Linked DNA regions of Triticum aestivum: region 2 is linked to region 1. Evidence: chromatin contacts called from public Hi-C data. All regions are on one chromosome and are shown on one strand. The core of a region is the stretch at or near the end of the contact, and the rest is flanking DNA. Distances in the headings are between cores, read along the strand shown.

The links. Hi-C and Micro-C count contacts between places; a contact is called where the count stands out from the background.
Region 2: a Hi-C map of leaf shows a contact between it and region 1, with 2.8 times the contacts expected there. The contact joins the promoter of LOC123148413 here to the enhancer-like site in region 1. A contact is called at or near these places in 2 of 5 Hi-C or Micro-C datasets (both in leaf).

The regions. Positions count from the first base shown.
Region 1 is chr7A:27,317,352-27,320,617 of IWGSC CS RefSeq v2.1, forward strand. No RefSeq gene overlaps it. Among protein-coding and RNA genes, the nearest start is that of LOC123148413, 42 kb to the right of the region's middle. Within about 2 kb of position 1,705, at least 1 of the 8 cell types and tissues checked has an H3K27ac peak or open chromatin away from gene starts, as enhancers often do. A contact at or near this core is called in leaf, where this site is marked.
Region 2 is chr7A:27,359,627-27,362,892 of IWGSC CS RefSeq v2.1, forward strand. LOC123148413 (E3 ubiquitin ligase BIG BROTHER-related) reads left to right here and starts at 1,627. Exons shown (of 8, transcript XM_044567839.1): 1 at 1,627-1,756; 2 at 2,063-2,225; 3 at 2,320-2,527; 4 at 2,620-2,684; 5 at 2,782-2,856; 6 at 3,021-3,151. The coding sequence starts at 2,100. It overlaps LOC123148415 (a long non-coding RNA gene), which reads right to left and starts at 2,205. Exons shown (of 3, transcript XR_006473820.1): 1 at 2,072-2,205.

The DNA of each region.
Region 1 (3,266 bases), core at 455-2,954:
TACAAAAAAGAAAAAATCATGGTCTGGGAAGATGAATAGCATCATGTGTTTAAAAGTCTTAGTTTTTTTTTCACAGCCCTCATTTCAACATATTTTGTCATGAAAATTTACACACTTGTGCATTATGCCTTCATGTATATTTGTTCAACATTTTTTGAACACACGTTCAACATTTTTTTAAATGCTTGGTTTAACATCTTTTCAATACATGGTCTACATTTTTCTCTATACACATTCGAATTATAAAAAAAATGTTCATCATGAATTTAATAATGTTAATGCAGTCTACAAATATTCAAATAATGCTTTAAACATGTTTGTACCGTAAAAAATGTGCATTACATTTAAAAAAATGTTCAGGCATTTTAGAACAAATGTTTTTAACGTTTTAAAAAACGAATATAAAGTGTAAATTATATGTTTGCAAAATGTAAGAAAATGTTTCGTGCCATTTATAAGAATGTGAAATTCGTAAAACAAATGTTCACACAATTACAAAATATGTTTATGACATTTTAAAAAATGTTTATACAATGTACGTGTAATTTTAAAAAAAATCACAGCATTGAAAATGTTCAACAGATATTTAAAAAAATTAAGCTGTATTCAAAAAAATCTTCATCATGTATTTGAAAAAAAATTAATGTGTATAAAAAATTTATATGTGTGTTAAAAAGTGGACATGTATTAAAAAAAATGGAAAGAATTGAAAAAAATCATACAAATGAAAACCAGAGAAAAAGGGTAAAATAGAAAAAAAAATGAAAGAGAAACCAATGAAAACCATAAAGAAAATACACAAGGAAACGAAAAAACCCGGCATGGAACCTAAACAAACCGGTCGAGACCGATGTAAGGTTCCATGTTATTGGGCTAGCCCACCCTACTGCTCGCTTGAGGTGAGGAGCTAGTGAGGCATAGCCCTAGCAATTGCGGGTATGGGATCTCACTGGGCTAAATCATGGTCCTTTTGCCACAGGCCACTGTGCACGTGGCGGGCTTCTCTCCTATCGACCATGTTTCCACTAGCTTTGTTGCCATCAGTTTTTTCAAAAAAGAGAATTACCCCGGGCCTCTGCATCAAGTGATGCACACAGCCATAGCTTTGTTTCCACCTTCGCTACGAAAATTAAATTTGAAAGCGATGGCTTTTGTATTTACGTAGTACTATAGTTTTCCTAGCTCTATGTCATGTTTATTTTGATATAGTTTGTGAATTTAAAATTTCAAGGCAATATTTTTAATATATATTGCTCATTGTGTTCTTTCTTAACTTTTTTTTTTTGCAATTTGGGTCGTGCGGATGGCGGTGCTTTGGCCGTTTATCTGCACCAAAATGTCGGGGCGGGCTTTGGTTTACTTCACCTTGAGCGGTCGTGCTGCCTGCTTTGTTGCATTCAGCTAAATAACTTGCTATACCCGTAAAAGAAATTTTGCTATATCCACATGTTATTCACAAAAGGAAAACTTGATAACTTGTTTTTGCCATGCATGCGAGCTGAAACCCGCGTGGAAGAGACTCGTAGCAAGTACTCCCTCCGTCCGGAAATACTTGTGATAAAATAGTTGTATCCATAACTAAAAAAAGTCTAGATATATTCATTTCTAGCAGAAGTATTTTCGGACGGATGGAGTACAGTAGTAACCTTTACGTGCATTCAGCTGTGCACATCAATCTAGATATCGAAAGCCGTCGCGTCGTCATCTGCCCAAGGTGTGAACGTGTGTTCAGACAGGACACTCCACAAGGACGCCGGTCAATGCTGAGGATTCAGACACATGTGATATTGTGCATAACACTTAATTCCATTCAGGCTATTTTTGCAGTTAGGGGTTTATTTTCTGAAGAGCACTCGATGGGTGAGTTACATAGATCAACCTGAGGAAGTTACCATCTCATGTCCTGAAAAATAGAGCAGCTAAAACCTTGTCCAAATAGGCAGATGGAAAGCCAAGGAGAAGGAGAAGATGCCATCATCTCCGTCGATATTTTTCCCCCTAGGTAATTTAATCACGGGTGGACGCACAGACGGTAATTATCTATCCCCACCAACTAACACGCAAAAAAAAGGTGCAATGTGTTGTCCCCGTCAACCTGAATTAAGAAGACAAGTGTAATGAATCAGCTTGACGTCCTTCATCGCTCGGTCGGTTGACTTGACCCAAGTCTTTGGCCTCATTGGTGCGCAGCGCGCAATCTTCTCAGAAGACGGCCACACAGATTTGGCCGGTGATCTTTCCCTTCTTAGCCACGCAACGCACGGGTAATTTATGTGCACCTGCAACTATAACTCTGGCAACCGTGTCTTTTTTATCCTTGGTTATCTATGCCGAAGAACTAGCGCGGGAACGTCTTATGACTTGCAGGAGCCCTGCCTAATTATGGGTGTATGCACAAAACTACAACAAATGGTAATTATCTCCACCAACTGACACAAAACCGTAGCGCGACGTCTTGTCCCTGCCAACCTGAATGAATTAGCTAGGGACACAATGAGCTGAGGGTCCTCCACATCATTCGGTTGCTTGTTTTTGGCCTTTCCATGGCACCCAATTAATCTCCTCTCCTCGTAAACAGACAGGGGAGCACACATGTCAATGCTGAGGATTCAGATAGATAGATAGACAGGCAAAGGTGACTGGGAAGATGAACAAATTCCATTCGGGTCATTTTCACATCACGTAGGAATCGAGCCATCGGATCACAAGGACGTCGCGCTCGCGGACGGGCTCCGACTTACTTCAGACGGTAATTATCTATCCCCACCAACTAACACAAAAAATTACTACCGTGTGTTGTCCCTGTCAGCCTGAATTAAGAACGCAATCAGCTTGCCGTCATCCACTGCTCGGTTGGTTGCTTGACCCCAAGTCCTTGGCCTCTTTCGTGGCACGCAATCTTCTCCAAAGACGGCCGGCCGCAAAGGTTTGCTCGACGTCGATATCTAGCGTGGCCGGTGATCTTTCTTAGCCACGCATGTATAATTTTTGTGCACTTTTGCTAAAGCTCTGGCAATTGTTTTTTGTTTTGCTAACGCACTCAACCCCAACCTCGAGCACCAAGTGTGGGAATCGTGAGGAATATATGTTCAGATACTGCCCACTGAGCCCAGAACCAGGAGCACGCTGGTAAAATTAAAGTTGAGGATTCAGGTAGACAGTCAAAAAGTGACTGAAGAAGAGCAGCTCCATTCAAGGTCGTTTTCACAGTTATAGAAATCGAACCGTCGAATCATAAGACACTCGATGCGACCTGCTGCGCTCTC
Region 2 (3,266 bases), core at 377-2,876, 42 kb after region 1:
ATGATCTCACAGATCTTGCATGCTTTCTCTCAGCTTGAACTAGGAACACAAGGAGCCTAATCAGCTTGACATCCTCACTGCCCATATAATACTAGGCTATGCACATCAGCAGGTAGCTATGATCTCATACATCTTGCCTCTTACCACTTGTATTAGGAGCATAGCTGAATCAGATTGGCATCCTCCATCACTCATCACCATTACTTAACTGTTGACCCTGAGCCCCAAGTCCTTGCCATTTTTCTTGGCACCCAATCTTCCGGTGTCGACACTTGAGAAGTTGAGATCAACACTGCTCAGAAAATCTGTCCCACAAAGATTTCTTTGACACGAGATGTCGAAATCGGTTGCGTGGTCGGTGCTCTTAGCCACATAAGACCGGTGCTGATTGGGCGAGGGAGGGGCCGCGAAAGGGATAGCTACCTAATCATGTGTGTTAATAATCATGTCAGTCTCTGGTTTGAACCTGTCAAGATTCTCCATACACTTGTAGCACCCAGTGGCAGATCAGCATTGAACATAGCAAACTTCTTAACCAAGTGTGTTTGCACATGACCTGGATGGAGCTAATCATGTAATTAGGAACCGTATATTACGGTGTTGTTCTATACTGTCTCATATAAGAGGATAAAAATATGTGGTCAGATGCAGGTCCATGAACATGCTCCTAGATTCAGAGGGTTGTCTGCATTATTGCCATTATTTTGCAGTTCCAAGGAAGCTACAGGCGGTTTTTATTATGATCCCAAGAGCATAAAATCTCTGTCTGAATTCAGCCCCATGTGACGCGTCTAGTTAACAACAACAGGAGCCACAACTACCGCTAAACTAAACAAATAATAAAGCCTCAAAATTAAGCAGCATGTGGTGGATGATGATCATTACAGTCAGGAGAGGAGACTTTGGAGTCGACGCCGGTGCTGCAACGAACAGCGACGTCGACGACCCGCCTGATGACGCAGCCGTGCCAAGTCATCGAAGTGAGGTCAGGATAAGCCAGTTGTGATCATGCAGCTGTTCACAACTGGAACCGGCATGACCTTAAGCGCAATTATCATGCATAACAACTGGTTAACAAGACAATCCTGAGTTGAACACTATAATTTAGTTCAGTTGGAGTATGCAGTGAACCTCTTGCTTGCCACCTGTGAAGGATAGGGACAGGATATCTTCAGGCCTAAGTCAGATCTCTTTCTGACCTAATACATGTGTTAATCTATAATTAGTTTTTTCATTGATGGGAAATACCAGGAATTCCTAGTGCATATGTTTATAAAAAAGAATGTGGTTAACATATGTAGAGGTAAAAAGAAAGGAAGGAGGAAGAAAAAATAAAGGCAGATCACAAAATCTGAGATGAAAGCTCCTCAACAGTTAGTTCAGTTGGGGTATGCAGTGAACAGAGACAGGAGGATTATCTTTAGGCCTAGCCTCTTTCTCCCTCTACACATTTTGTACATTTCCCGCGCCTCTCCCTTTGCATATATTTATAATTTGTTCATAAATTTATATACCGTCGGGGCCTCCTCCACAGCTCTTTTTTCTAGAAAAAACAGAGACGGCGAGAGCGGGCGGTCCGCGTATATATAAGTAAGCACTTTGGAGGCAGCTAACCAACCAACCACCCCCTCATTAACAAAGCACCCAACCATCCAACCTTGAGAAGGTGAGAGCTCAGCTGGGAGAAGAGAAGAGAACACAGGAGAAGAGCAGGAAAGGGAGATCATCATCAGGCTCTGAAGAAACGGAGAAAAAAGTAAGCATCTCTTCCAACCAATCCTCCTGTTCATGATTCTTCCCCCTTCCTCCCTTTTCTCCTCTTCATCGCAACGGAGCTCTGCGCTTCGCTTCCGCTCTGCGCCTTCGGTCTTCCGAACGAAAGATCCTCCTCAGAAATTATTACTGCTACTTCTTTTGCTTGTTCTAAAGAAAGAGACAGAGAATTCTTTTTCTTTCCTTTTTTGGAAGCAGAATTGTCATGCTCCATCAAGGAGGTTGGAATGAACCTGCTTCTTAATCAGAAACTATCTTTGATCCCAACTAACACTGGAGGTTGTTGTAGGTAACTAACCGGTGGTTGCTGCCTGACGCCGGCGGCCATGGCCACCGTCGGGCCGCCTGGCGCCTTTCGGAGGATCACCGTGCACTACAGCAGCACCGCCGGGGACGATGCCAACCACGATGACTTCCTCGAGTATGTGATCGGTGATGTTCTTCAACACCAGGTACGCTTCATATTAGCATCTGCACTTTTCAAGAAAAATTCTGTGGTCAACTGAAACCTTTTTTTTAATTAACAGTTCTCATTTGTTTTCTTAGGAGGGCCTGCACCAATCCTTCGGCACAGGGGCCCCTGGTGCATCCTGGAGCATGCATTGCTGCCATGGGGAGAGCAGCCGTGGCACAGCAGCAGAAACCTCAGGAACTTCAGATGAACAGATCGCAGCTGACCTCAAATACGCCAGGATGCTGCAGGAGATGGAAGATCTGGATGTGGACACGCCTCCCAACGACGACGAACAAGACGGTACGCGATGCTTTTGATTCAGTTCAGCCAAGGCACATGATGTTTGCTGATCATCATCTGATATATTGGTGTCTTGTGTGGCTTAAATTCAGATATAAGCTGTGTGCCTTCCCCATCTGACACCGATGATGACGATGACCGCGGCGACGAAGAGGAGGTGATTTATTATAGGAACCAATATTTGTAGTTGCTTGCTTGTTAAGCTAGTTATCTGCAGCTTGCATCAAACTAAAAATTCCAAGACCGGTTTGCAGACTGCTAGGCAGGATGATGATGATGACAACGACGACACCAACGACGATGTTGATCCAGACAACATGACATATGAGGTTTGTCTTCAATGAATGTCCCACAGTTTCTTTTTCTGTTACCCGTAAAGGCCCCGTTTGGAACGCGAGATTTCTTTGTCAATAAATAGCATGCCGCGGTTGGTTGTTTCGTCAGAAAATTTGTTTGCTGATTCCAGTCCCTTTTTTCTGCAAAAAAATTCCAGGAAAGGCAGGAACTGGTGGAATCAGTGGGAAATGAGAGCAGAGGTTTATCTGATGAGCTCCTGTCATACTTGGTGCCATGGAAGTACAGGTCAGGATCAGGGTTCTTCTCAAGGAAGACAAACCATGATGAGTGAGTCCAGAACCTTCTCAATCAAATATGAAATCCTTACTGATGATAATTAATCACTAGTGTATTGCTGGAAATTAGTTAATCTTTTGGCAGTAAATCTCTCTTTGTCACTGAT